2 separate regions of the Mus musculus genome follow, and region 1 is linked to region 2. A link is a contact called in public Hi-C data. All regions are on one chromosome and are shown on one strand. The core of a region is the stretch at or near the end of the contact, and the rest is flanking DNA. Distances in the headings are between cores, read along the strand shown. Region 1 overlaps Gm34335 (a long non-coding RNA gene). Region 2 has its middle 42 kb from the start of Pdzrn3.

Region 1 (7,152 bases), core at 3,379-5,878, 120 kb after region 2:
TGGATTTAGAATCATATAGGAGACACACCTCTAGGTGTGTCTATAAGGCTGTTTCCAGAGAGGTTTACCCCAAACGGAAAGGCCCACCCTCAAGGTAGATGGCACCATGTCCAGGTGCGAGGGCCCAGACTGAACCTAAGAGGAAGAAGGGAACGCCAATTGAAAATTACAGTTTCACTTGCCTTGCTGACATGAGCAAGCAGTTGCCAGTGCTCGCACTGTTACAGAGCACTCCACTGCCATGCCCTCACCACCATTATGGTGTGCATCCTCTCAGACATGAGCCAATATAACCATCCTTTTCTTAGTTCATTTCTCATCACACACTCAGTCACAAACAACTTGAAAAATAAGGAATACTATCCAAAACAGCCCAAGAACTTGTTTGATTTAATTGTGAAAGAAAAAGACAGACCTGGCCTGGTTGGTGGTGACACACACCTTTAATCCCAGCACTGGTAAAGCAGGGGCAGGAGAATCTCTGAATTCAAGGCCAGCCTGGTCTGCAGAGCTAGTTCCAGGACAGCCAGGGCTACACAGGGAAACCCTGTCTCAAAAACCAAACTAAAAAACCAAACCAAAACAATATAACAGAGCCAAACAAAGAATCAGACAGAAACTCAAACTAATTTAAAATACGCAAAGGATTTGAGCAGACCTTTCTCCAACAAGGTTACAGAAAATGCTACCAGTTCTGTGAAGAGACACTCACAACTCTCCAGGGTGATACTGTTTTAAATCTGTTAGGATGGTTTTAAAACAAACAACAGGCAAAACAAAAGATAATAAGGATTGGTAAGGATGTGGAGAAATGTGTGGTAGAGTGTAATATTAATCTCCTACCATGGAAAAGCATATAGAACAATGTTATGGTTATTTAATCTAACAACACTTCTCCTGAGGATTTTCCCAAATAATACAAAATAAGATATCAAAAGTCAAATCATTATTCTTATTGATCATCAATGTATCCTTCACAAAAGCCATGGTAATGAAGAAATCAACTGAATGCCCACCCAAAGGAGAATTGATAAATAAGATGTGTAATATGACATAATAGAATATTATTCTGTTCTTAACGAGAAGAAACATTTCCCACATGGACTAATATCAATGAAGTGTTGGATACTATGCTACATTTAAAAAGTTGGTTAGCACCCATTTGTGTGAGACATCTGGAATAGTCAAACACAAAGAAACAGAGAGCAGAATTGGTGGTTGTGGATGCTGAGGGAGAGGAGTTTTTATTCAATGGGTATAATATTCAGTTACAAATGATGACTGAGTTCTAGAGACCAAGCCAATTATTAATAGTGTATAGTATATTTAAATATTCCATAAAGAGCTGAGCTCAGGTGTCTTCACCAATTTTCTTTTCTTAATGAAGATGGGATAGACAATAGGAACTTGAAAATGATTTCATCTGTGAGACTAGTCATTTTTCCCAGCTCTGCAATATACTAGTCAGTTTGTGTTAGACCTGCAGTAACAAACACCACGGCCCTCATTAACCAGACCTTTCCTTTGTATGTCAAGTCTTTCGCTAGGTACACAAAGGCTACAGCTCATGCAATCTCAAATTGATCCTCATAGACACTGGGAAATATTATGGGATTTCCCAGTTTTACTAATGAGGAAATGGAGCTTAAAATTTGTCAGGCAACATGACCAAGGTGCCAAGCTAAGTCACAGCAGCACGTGGCAGGATGCCCAGCTACACCCTCCTTTTCTTTTAGCCATTATTAAAGAAAATTTGCCCTGTGCCCTAGAGGCCAACTCCCTTCCCCCAAGTTTCTAATCAAGATGACAAAGAAAGATGGAGTCCCAAGCAGGTGAGCATTTGGCCTGACTGGGGCTCTCCTCTATCAAATTGTATGAGGTGTTGTCACATGAATAATAATTGGCCATCTGGGAGGAAAAGGAGGCTCTGAACCCTAGGTTGTTGGAGCCTGCTATGTGCTCCTTTGGTCTCTCTTGGTAACTCTTTACCAGGAAGTAACTTGCATCTTTGGTGCATTTTTTATTTCAGAACGATTACTGCTAAAATGATCTGAGTTAGGAATGTGAGAGGATTCTGGCCCCTTGAGCATTTGTATGGAAATAAAAAGCAAAGCTGATTCTCTCTACTCCAGTTTAAATAAAACCACAAGATGAGCTCAGCCTGCACCCTCCCCCACTATCCCTACCTCCGCTCTTATGAAAGACCAGCAATTCTTGGAACACGGGATTACAACAGCGCTTCTTGCCTGACGTTCTCATCCTTACCAAAAAAAAAATCTTTATAGTCCTCACTATGTGCTGTGTTTGGCCTCTAACTCTTTTTAAAGGTCTTGAGACCCCAAACATATTCCCTCTAAGCCTGTTCTATTGAAACCTTTGGAAGTGTGTACACTTCTCAGAAATGTAATTGGGATAATTGGGATGCTCTGCCCACCAGGGTTTTGTTTTGCAAGAGTCAATTGATGTCATGTAAGTCGTTCACTTTTCTCCCTTTTCTTCCCAAGTCTTTTTAATCTTAGAACCAGGAAGTCCCATTTTGCCAGCAGACGATGAACTGTAACCACAGAAAGTTGGAGGCGGGTTCAAAGCCGGCTTGAATATGCTTTAACTTTGGCAGAAAGCATTTGCTGCCCCCTCATTTGGGAGGAACGCCTCAGTAGGGAGTGGGATAGATAAGGGTGTGACAGGGCCAGCTATGTTATTGGTGACACGGCCAGTGGGCTGTCTCCTGTTAGTCCTGTGTGGTATGTGTCAGGGAAAGCAGTCTTGTTCTGGGAGGTTCTGAGCAAGACCGAAGAAAACTAGGTTTCATTTTCCACTCAGACACTGTTGTGGAAAGAGTGAGTCGCTCTGCTCCTTGTTTCTGTGCCCAGAATAAAGGGGCCACTATTAATTCCTTCATTCTGTTTGAATAAGAAGAGCTAACACATTCAGTGCTCAAAACAGTGACATAGTGATGCTGCCTCACAGTCCCCTGTTCTTTTCCTGACAAACTCTCTTGCCACTCAGTTTTTATCTTTCCATAATACAGAGAAGCTCACAGGCATTGACCGTCTTGTGGCCTTTCGTCTTTCTCAATCATGTCGATGATGCATCTTTCCACAGACTTTACCTTTGCTTCAGGATACTGGGGAACTTCAAAACTTCCTTAATTGAAGATATATATATATATATATATATATATATATATATATACATACATATATATACATACACACACATATATATATATATATATACACACACATATATTCATCTATCTATATGTATATTATTTTCTTCAATGCTGTTGCAAAGAGTTTGTCACTCTTCTTATGTTACCTATGTTTTGTTTTGTTTTCATGTGTGTGGAATGTGCTTATAGGGTATATATATGCATTTTGGCATGTATGTAGGAGCATGTCTGTGGGTGAGCCCTAGGTTTGACACTGAGTATTGTCTTTAATCAGTCCTCCCTTTATTAATCAAGACAGGGTCTCTTAACGAGCCTTTATCTATCAATTCCGGTTAGTTTGGCTAGCCACCTTGTCCCAGGGATCTTCTGTCTTTGGCTTCCAAGTCTGGGATTAAAGACAGTTGCTGTACTGCTCGCCTTTTACATAGGTTCTGGGGATCTGAACTCAGATCCTCACACTTGTATAAGCAAGCACTTTATCCAATGAGACATCTCCCTAGCCTACCCGCTCGCTCCCCTGCATATATCAGTCTAACAGTACATTCTAAACTAATCACTGACTCCCATGAATTGGATGGTCCTTCTGATCAACCTTGTTCAATAGAACTCAGTCATGGTAGAAGTTCCTACATCTGTGTTTCTAATACGGCTACCACTAGAGACATTTGGTTGTGATTGAACACTTGAAGTGTGGCCATTGTACCCAAGGAATGGATTTTTTTAAATTTTACTTTAATGCTAATTGTCAACTCCCAAAGCTTAGAAGGCTTGTGATTCCTATACTGAGGAGCACAGCCTGAGACTGGACCCTCCTTGAGGCATTACCACCTATGATTAGCAGTGCCTAGCATGTATTTGCTGCCCCCTCATTTGAGACTCAGTTAATATTGACTTCATTCACTGCTGGATTTATGTCTGATAATAATGCTACCAGAAAGACAGTAGTAACTTCAGCCATTTCATCTTTATATAAAAAACAGGTAGAAAGCAAAATGAAATCATCTGACAGTGTAACATGGTTATGTGGTGTTGTGTTTAGGGACCAGGATGTGGGATGTTTCAGATAAATCCTCGGTCCTGTTATTTTACTGCAGGACTTCAGTATATGTGAGTGAATTCTTATGTAAGTAGTTGCGCATGCAAGTTACTGGGGGGAGGGGCAGCATTTTATAGTCAGCTAATTGTCTCCATACAATTAGACATGCAAAGGCTTGCTCATATAAAAGCCAACAGAAAGGAAATAGGAGGGCGTGGGGGAGTTGGCACACCGCTTACAGATCATTAGTATTGTGCACATATTTAAAGGCTATATTGGCTAAATGGATCTCTTTTAAAAGAGAAAGAGTGTATCATAAAAGAAAGATTACAATAGCCAACAAATTGGGCAGCTGCTCTGCTATGTGAGATTGTTAACTTTCAGATGCTGATGGCCTCAAAGTTCAGAATCACACGGCGAAGGAGATGCTGCCACCTCCTGGTATTTATCTGCAGTGAACCAGGATTTCTGATGCTGTGGCTCATTGTTCTAATTCGCATGATTTAAAGTTGCATATTAAGAGTAATTCTAAAATTACTCTACTTTGGAGAGGAGAACATTACCACGCTTCAGAATTTCCATCTTTGTACCAATAAATATAGCCATCTGGGTGTTTTCAAATTCTCATTTAGCTAGATTCATTTAGCTGATTCATGACAAGTGTTCCCTAACAAAGGGCTGTCATTCTGTGTCAATGATGGAACTGTGCATCTTTGTGGACACTGATCAGGCTTTGTACAGTTGCTGACTTATTGAATCAAACCCATTTTTGAATCTTTCTTAACACTATACCTGAAGCCACAGGGCCGGGCCAAAGAGCTATTATAATTTTATAGAGCCCGATAATTTCATTTGAATGAAAAATCTTGGTAGACTAATCAGTGCTGTTTATCAGAATTCAGAAGCTGGGTTGACATCTTGAGTAATCAGAAATAGCCAAAGAGATGAGAGATTTTGAGCTTTCATAAGTAGGGCTCTCTATATAGAAGGTTGTAGATTTATATAGTGCTTTAAGATGAGAATCACATGGGGGTTTTGGGTATCTCCACATGATCAAGCTGCTGGATGAAAAGAAAGAGGTATCAATGTGGAGAAGTGAATGAGGAGAAGAAAGAAGCATTTGTTTTTGACGTGTATATAAATAAATTTCAATGAAAAAATGGGTGGTAGGCAACCCATGCCCAAATCATCAATGTCCATCACATGTTTTAATGCTCCTTGCATTAGTCGCCTTTTTCTTTGCTAAAACAAAATAACCTTTGAAAACAACTAAAGGAAGATTGGGTTGATCCTAGCTCATAATTTGAGGATGCAGTGCATCATGACAGGAAGTGAATTTGGGCAGGAGTGCCAGGTAGCTGGTTACACATTTCTGCGGCCACAAACCAGAATGTTGACTGCTGCAGCTTAATTTGCTTTCTCTTTTTTATTCAGTTCAGGACCCCAGCCCATAGGTCTTCAAGCATCTAGAACGCCGTATCTAGAAACTCCTTCACAAACAAACCCAGAGGTTTATCTCCTAGGTGGTTCTAGATCCTCTCAAGCTGTCAATCAATATCAACCATCACACTCCCCTCCCGGTAGGGTTCAGCTGCCTCTCTGGATCATCAATTGACCTCCCATCATCTACTCAGCCATTTGTTAAAAAGATGTCCCTTGTATGTAACCTCCTAGAGTTGCATTAAATTGATCCATGCTCACTAATTCATGGATTCAACTAATCATTTAAGTAACACTGCTGCACATATACTAACCACCTGATATACTATTAAGGACACCAAAGAGCATGTGATATAGCCCTTGGCATTAAAGAACACATTTTTTTCCCCTCTTGTGTGTTCTGAAACACAGGAGCTATGTCAAACACTTTACATCTCATTAGGTATTCATTTGGTCAACAATATTTACAAAATTTACTGCTGTGTGTCAGACATTGTGCTAAGTGTAAAGAAGAAACAATGTTGAGATAGGATTCCTCACCTCGTAGATGCTGCTGTGCCTTGGGAAAGGAAGGTAAAGAAACAATGGATCAAACCATGGTTTTCTGTACTTCCCCAGGGCATTTTGGATAGTCAGGGCTTGATTTTCTATACTGCAAAACCTCACAGATGTGACTAGGCATGTTGTTTTTCTGATAATGGATGTGGGTGTAGCAGTAACACATTTCTTACCCAAATCTCTCAAAATCAGGATTTTATGTATTTTTTTGTGATGTTTTCTCCAGACTTCCATGGTATGTTGTATCTTTCCATAGTCCTTTAATATTTTCTTTTCATTCAGTCCACATAACTTCCTATTTTATAACTGGGATGACACCTGGCATGACATAAAGAGGACAGAGATGTGGGATGGCTAACACATGACTGTCACCGCAAGTGTTGAGACAGTAGCCTGTGTATCTCTAAGAAGAATAGGTATTATCCAAGTTAAGAAATCAGAGGGAAGGGGACATGGCAAAGGATTATGGGTAGAAAGAACAATGTTTTTAGAAGCCCCAAGGAAAACTCCTGGAATAAGAAGTCTTAGGTCTATTTTTACACATGAACAAGCTGAGGTTAACCTGTACTTGTGCTTGATCTGAACTTGGAACAAAAGGAATAGGATGAATTTCCTGCTTCTGTACTTCTACAAAATACTAAATGTGGGATTCCCATATTTCATGTGTAGCTTACTCACTTACATTCCCTTGCAGGATCAGGGACACAGATGTAGCCTTCAGAGTTGGTGAGCATTTGAAGACTGCTTTTAGTTTCCAGTGGTCACAAACAACCTCATCTATGCTTATTCTAAAGATGAAGAGATTTGTTGGAAGGCCTAGCTTTTCATGATGTCAACTTCAAAAGATTTAGAATCACCATGGAAACAAATCTCTCAGTATGCCTGTGAGGGTGTTTCTAGGTTAGGTTGATAGAGGATGAAGGACCCACCCCATGGTAAGTAG
Region 2 (6,618 bases), core at 179-2,678:
CCAGACTGGCCGAAGGACAAGCCTTGAGTTTAGCAAAAGACTTTGCCTTGCTATATACAAGGAGGAGAGCAGTTGAAGAATATACTTAACATCAATCTTGGACTGTCACACGTACACAAGATACACATGCACATGAACTCCTGACATGTACCCACATATATGGAAACATGCATGTTTGCAAGCACAGCACACATACATAGCTTTGCCAAAAAGAGAAAAACTGGATGTATTTTAAATATAAGTTGTACAATGGAACAAATCAATACAGGTCTCAGTCGTTTCTTGCTTCGAAATGACATTAACTGGGAATGGTGAGACGCTCAGTGGGTAAAGGAACTTGTCATCAAGCCAGATGATCTGAGTTCAGCCTCTCACGGCAGAGAGAATTGACTCCTGAAAGCTATCCTTTAACGACTATAAGCTCTCATGGCTCACGTGCATGTGCGTGTGCGTGTGTGTCTGTGTGCACCTACACACAAAGATGCATTCGCGTGTACACACAATGCAATTAAAACATTTAAAATTGCATTAACTTTGGACATTGAACTAATTATCTGGATATCTTGCATCATGAGAGTTTTTTTTTTCATATCTAGCCAAAAATCTTTCTTAGCAGTTATAAAAGCTGAAAAATACCTAATAAGTTGAAAGTTTTTGTTTAGTTTGACATTTTTAAAATTAGAATTCCATTAAGACACAATGTACACAGAGCACTAATCATACAGTATATCTTACACAAATTATTTAAAGCTAAAAGATTTATAACTTTTCACATTTTGAGTCATCTCTTCTTTGATACAGTAGAAAAGCATCCATTTGCTGAATCCCTTTCATTTTTTTTAACGATGATTTTTCCTAATTATTTTTCTAGTACCACTTTATAATGACTTCATCTTATTTCTTTTCCATATCTACAACTACAAAACAGCTTTGTTTTTAAATGCATGTACCTCAACTGTTTATGATAAAACAAAATTTTAAGGCCTGATCTTATTAAAACAATTTAACACCTTTTTACTGGCCATTTAATTTGGATTTTGGGTGACTAATTTCACTGGTTTCTTTTCTTTCTTATTCTTCTGTTTGTTTATTTATTTATTTTACATTGGAGAAGCAGTTTATTACCAATAGAATTGAGCAATGTTTTACAAGGGTCTCTATGGGTGACATGGACTTAAAAGTAGCAGACTCAGTCACCGACTTTGAACAACAGCAAAAGGGATTCCAAGAGTTCAGTTTGATAAAAGTTTAGAAACTAAATTCAAGTTTTGCAGCGAGTGTCTCTAGTTTAACCAGGCATGTTTATTGTGGGCACTGAGTGGGAGAGAAACAAATATATCACATATCTATTTTAGAAAACCACCCATCTGGGATTGAGAAGTCTGCTTACTAAATAGGACTTTGGGTAAATTACATTTTGTGCATCTAACACTACGTAATGTAACTGCTAAACAAAGGAACTAAAGGAGCTCCTGATGCGGCCCTCTCCGTCTCCCCTGCCTCATCTCCATCTTTCTTTGTTGTACATTAAATGGCCTTTTCTGCTTCCCAAAATGTTCTGTGATTTTACCAGATGGCTTTTGTTTGCTGTGGATACCCCTTCAAATTTGGGCCATCTTTACAGCACCCTTGGTACTATCTACCACTTGTAATTGCCTCACACTCCCTATGAATTCATAGAAATCCAGGTAAAAATACCTATGAGTAATGCCACAGGTCCCTCTGTCCTTTCAGATTCGGTTCAGCACAGATGCCCATTCCTGAGCCAACTAGCTGTGGAGGTGAAGTTACATGTCCCAAAACACAACCATGAGTGCAGTAGTGAGTCCACATAGGGTAACTCCCATCTGGGTGAAATCAGATTGCATCCAAACAGAGGGGAGTGGCAAACAAAATCGCAATGGCTGTGATTCTCCTATTCTCATACATAATCAGAATCATGTCCAAGACACAAGTATTTGCTGAAAAAGCCAAGGGACTTTACAGAGTGTAGTGCTACTTGGGAATGGAACTCAGGGACCCTATGATGGAGCTACACCCACAGCCCTCTGTAAAGGGTGATTTTTGTCTCAATATAAAAGAAACAGTAAACAAAAAGATTTCTATATTACCAGAACCCTCAAGCTAATATTATTTTAATTTATCCTCTCCCTTCTGCTGTTTCCACAGATAAGCATGATCGAGCAGGCCACATTTCTTTCCTGTCCCTTTCTGCACAAATCCTTCCTTTTCAAGCACAGCTTCTTGCGTGACTTCCTGTAGGCAATCCTTCCTTTGCTGATTCAGTCCATGTGTGTGTAATGGACTCTATAGCTGGTCCTCTGAATTTGTCTATTATGTATCTGCAGAGGTAACCAACTGTCTTAGTTAGGTTTCCGTTGCTGTGATGAAACACCACGACCAAAAGCAACTTGGAGAAGAAAGAGTCTATTTTATTTATATTTCCATACCACTGTTCGTCATCAAAGGCAACCAGAGTAGGAACTAAAACAGGGCAAGAAGCTGGAGGCATGACCTGATTGTAGAGGCTATGGAGGGGTGCTGGTTACTGGCTTGCTCCTCATGGCATGCTCAGTGTGCTTTTTTATAGAAGCCAACACCTTCAGCCTAGAGTTGGTACCACCCACAATGGGAACTTCTGTTTTAATGGCTAAAATAAATATTTCATTAAAAAATTTCATCTGTATGGAACATGCATAAGACCTTTTCTTTTAATTATTCTATATATTACATAGCATGGTCATCTTCATAACACATTCTATCAGATATTTTGAGCAATGAAGAGATGCTATAAAGTAATGGGTATGTGCAAAAATCAGAGGCAAATTTCTACTATTTTATAAGAGACTTGAGTATCTGGAAATTTTGGTAATCTAGGAGTGGCAGAACCAACCAAGAGATGTCCACATTTTATTTAAATGTAATGTTTGAGTCCAACTTTCTACTCCCTCGGAACTGAGTTATGACTTAAGAAAACTTTCACTAATTAGTAAACACCAAACACAGTCTACACTAGAAGCATTGAAAAAATAAAAACACAAAGTATGTATCTTGACCTCAAAGCAAGTTCAGTTTTGAAGTACTTTTATGAATTTGACACCAGTAATCTCTCATACATGTCCTAAGAGAGGTGTAGATTTTCTATTTAAAAAAAATGTGAAGTATCTAAAGATGGCTTAGTCAGAAATGTGCTTGCTATGCAAGCATGATTATCTGAATTCAATCCCAATGCACAGATAAAAACTTGGGTGTGGCAGGTTATCCCAGAGTCGGGAGGCAGAGATAGGAAGATTACTAGGACTTGCTGCCCAGCTAGTCTAGCCAAATTGGTAAGCTTCAAGTTCAGTAAGAGACCCTGTCTCAAAACGACAGTGACGTGCAATCGAACTAGAGACCCCTGCCATTGATTTCTGATCTCCATATGTAAAGTGCACACAGGTGCACCATCCTGCATGTGTGTGCAGCCACACGAATGCAGCTATGCAAATGATTCAAAACAAGTATTCAAAACAAGCCATGCTGTTCAGTGTACATTTAGCACCTGCTTCTCTTCTGCATGATGAGGAGAACCTGTTTGTAGCCAAGGCCAATTTCCACAATGAAAATCCCTATTAGGTCCAACTTCAAGCTTCTAATCTGGGATCACTGAACACACCAGAGTTGAGGAGACACTGCTGTGGCCTGTTATATACATCTCAGCCATATAGCTTGGTTTCCTCTTAATAATTCCAGGAACCCAGGAATAAACTGCAGCAAAATAAATCAGAATCACCTTAACATCTTTGGTCTTACTGCCATTCATAAAAGTCTAAACTTATGCACTTTGATTTTTAATAATGCTATATTTAATAACAGGTTTAGAAAAACCTCGAAGATTGACAGTGCTATTTTGAAGCTGATACATGCCGCATCCAAACACGGCTGGATCAGGGACCTTGGGAGTCCAGATTTGAGACTGACAATGGGATAGGTCAGAAGGATGTCACTGGGTCCCTTAGTTCGTCTTAAATGCTTATGCAGGATTTAGCTTCTTGACACTGGGGAGGAAGGGAGAGGAATCTTCTTTAGAGTAAAAAATCAGGCCAAGGCATGAGAGGATAAAGAACTTGGGCATGAATGGAAGGAGTCAGTGAATGGTTCCTTTATTGGAAATCAATCACCAAACTCAGCTCTGATTCATCTCCAACCTACCCATTCTGAATCAGCGACTGCAATCACAGCAGTCACGATGACATCTCATTCTGATTGCTTTGTCTGTTTCAGCTATAGCTGTAGCTAGGGAACCTTCCATTACCCCAAGCCTAAGACTCGCAGTCTCCTCTGTTAACCCATCCACAAGCAGTCATTGCCTTCTCTGGGTCAGGCCATGTCCCACTTGGAATTTCCAAGGAAATCTTCCATTCATTGTCGCTGTTCCCACACCCCTCATTTACACCCAGCTTGGGAAATCTTCAGTGTAGACTCCAGAAATATTTTCCATATCCGTGACTTACAAATATGAAAAAAAAAACAGAGATGATCCAACCCTTCAAGAAAGATGGAGGAGAATCTATGTATTGGAAGAAGTACGAAAGACTTCTCTGTGTTCATGTGCAATTAAATTGCATGTAGCTGCCCCAGCTACACCTTTGAATGTAAGGTCCTGTTTTGGAGAAACAGACCCATCAATTCTCATCAAGACAAATGACAAGATTTTCAGCCTAGGACTCATTGCACATAAAAATGCTGTTTACTTATATTAAAAAAATCAACGCAGTATAGAACCTAATAATTCTAAGTCAATCTCCCTGTGCATGCGTTCCAAGCGGTTGTGGAATTGTGGGAAGATAAAGGAACCATTTCTTTTCACCAGTTTGTCACACAGCACATAATCTTCTTCCTCACAATTTCCAGTTAGAAGTTATGGGGAGCATGTCCCTACATTGTCACTACAATTCCAAGCAAAAGGAGAACTGGGAAAAGGATGAAAACCAAGCTGAGATGAAAGCTATACCAAATTCTGTAGGACTAGTAACTAGGACTAGTAACTAGTTCTTGTTTGAGGATCCACTCCTCTTGGTGTGATTCACTTACTCCCAGCTAGGGAGAAGCATTGGTCTGTGGCTACCAGTGGAAAGCTGTCTCTAAGGATAGGTGAAATGTAAAATTGGCAGGGAAGTGAGCACGCTGATGGGTGGCTTAACTCTTTACAAGTTGCCTATCCTGTTCCTCACAGGAGCCCCCTACTAATTGAGACGCTCTACAGCAAAGGGAGCTCCAGGGAAGCAACAGAACTTGTTAATTACAATAATAAAATGTATGTGTTTGCATGCCTGCATGGGTGGGATTAGGCAAATGATGCCTTATTTTCTTTCCATTTTGTAGTTTGGCTTGTTCCTACAAAAACCCCAAAAGGCAAATATCGCTTTCCTTCTCCAATAAGACATGCTGAATTACATCAATGGTATTTTATGCTAAAGATAAGGCCTTTTTGAAAATGTTAAAGATAACATGAGGTGCATGGCTTTGGAGCAATCAAACCCGCCCCTTCTTGCCAATGAACAAGTGCCATGAACTTACTTTCTTCTAATTTATATTCAGCCTGTTTAAATTAGTGCTATTTGGCCCGGACCATTTCATAGGGATTTAATTGTGCTTATAAATCCTGTCTTTCAAATCCATCTCTTTATTTACTTCATTTCCCCTCCCCCATGTCTCGTTTTGCATATGCTCCCAAACATATCAATAATTTATGCCACCATGCTTTGTTTGTTCCTTTGTAACTACACACATGTTCTGTATTGTGGAGCGACGGCAAAGGAAACGTGCACATTGAGAAGAGGTCTTGAATTTTTCATGAAAGTTGGTTGAGGACAAATGGCATTTTGCAGATCTCAGGGAAGGGTTTCAGAACAGAATAGACATAACAACAGCTCTAACAAGGGTAACATTTGTCGAGTGTATTTTAGTTAGAGTGTATTTTAGTAAGAGTTAAATACTACAATACTTACTACTTAGTCTTCGCAATTTATTGCAAGGAAGGCCTCAAGACTTCCACGGTGTAGATCCTGGGGTGGCTCAGCTGAGAAGCCACTAATTTACACATCTAGAAAGTAGCAGGACTTCAGTTTAGGCTTTTAGCCTCAGAGTCCAAATAGTTCCCTCAAATTTGGTTCAACTCTACTTTAGTGCTAGGTCTAGAAAGAGATCATCTAACTTGACCTGAATTTTTTTTTTTACTTGTCTACCCTTTTCTTAAATGACTGTTAGGTATGGAAATTTAGTAAGGAAACCTGAGGTTCTGATGTGTTTTGAAGTAGAGAATGAAGGAGTAAGACCTTCTTTGCACTGTTTTCTGTTGGGACTCGGGGTGTTCCTTCCTAAGCTGGCGTTAAGTTGATAGGGGATATTCATCCAGTTTTATTCCTTGTTTATTTTTCTTATCAAGGTTCTCAGATGCATCTAGTTTAGGGGTCTTTACACAGTCTAGCTATATGTCACTTCCTATTTTTATTAATATAGCTTTATTGGAACATAACTACATCCATTTACTGAGTATGGCCTGCATCTACTTTTGTTGTACTGTAGCAATGTGAAGAGTTGGGATAGACCAGTGAAGATGAAAATATTTACAGTATT

What was found. A called contact is a pair of places that touch in the nucleus more often than the background predicts.
Region 1: a Hi-C map of cortical neurons shows a contact between it and region 2, with 4 times the contacts expected there. The contact joins two enhancer-like sites. A contact is called at or near these places in 8 of 39 promoter capture datasets (cranial neural crest, embryonic stem cells, frontonasal cranial neural crest and 5 more), 8 of 484 Hi-C or Micro-C datasets (the C2C12 cell line, cerebral cortex, cortical neurons and 3 more) and 1 of 115 datasets of contacts at active chromatin or transcription factors (neural progenitor cells).

Annotation. Positions count from the first base shown.
Region 1 is chr6:101,529,938-101,537,089 of GRCm38.p6, forward strand. The region is part of intron 1 of Gm34335 (a long non-coding RNA gene); the gene reads left to right. Among named protein-coding and RNA genes, the nearest start is that of Gm34335, 14 kb to the left of the region's middle. Within about 2 kb of position 4,629, at least 9 of the 459 cell types and tissues checked have an H3K27ac peak or open chromatin away from gene starts, as enhancers often do. A contact at or near this core is called in cortical neurons, where this site is marked.
Region 2 is chr6:101,417,018-101,423,635 of GRCm38.p6, forward strand. No RefSeq gene overlaps it. Among named protein-coding and RNA genes, the nearest start is that of Pdzrn3, 42 kb to the left of the region's middle. Within about 2 kb of position 1,429, at least 3 of the 459 cell types and tissues checked have an H3K27ac peak or open chromatin away from gene starts, as enhancers often do. A contact at or near this core is called in cortical neurons, where this site is marked.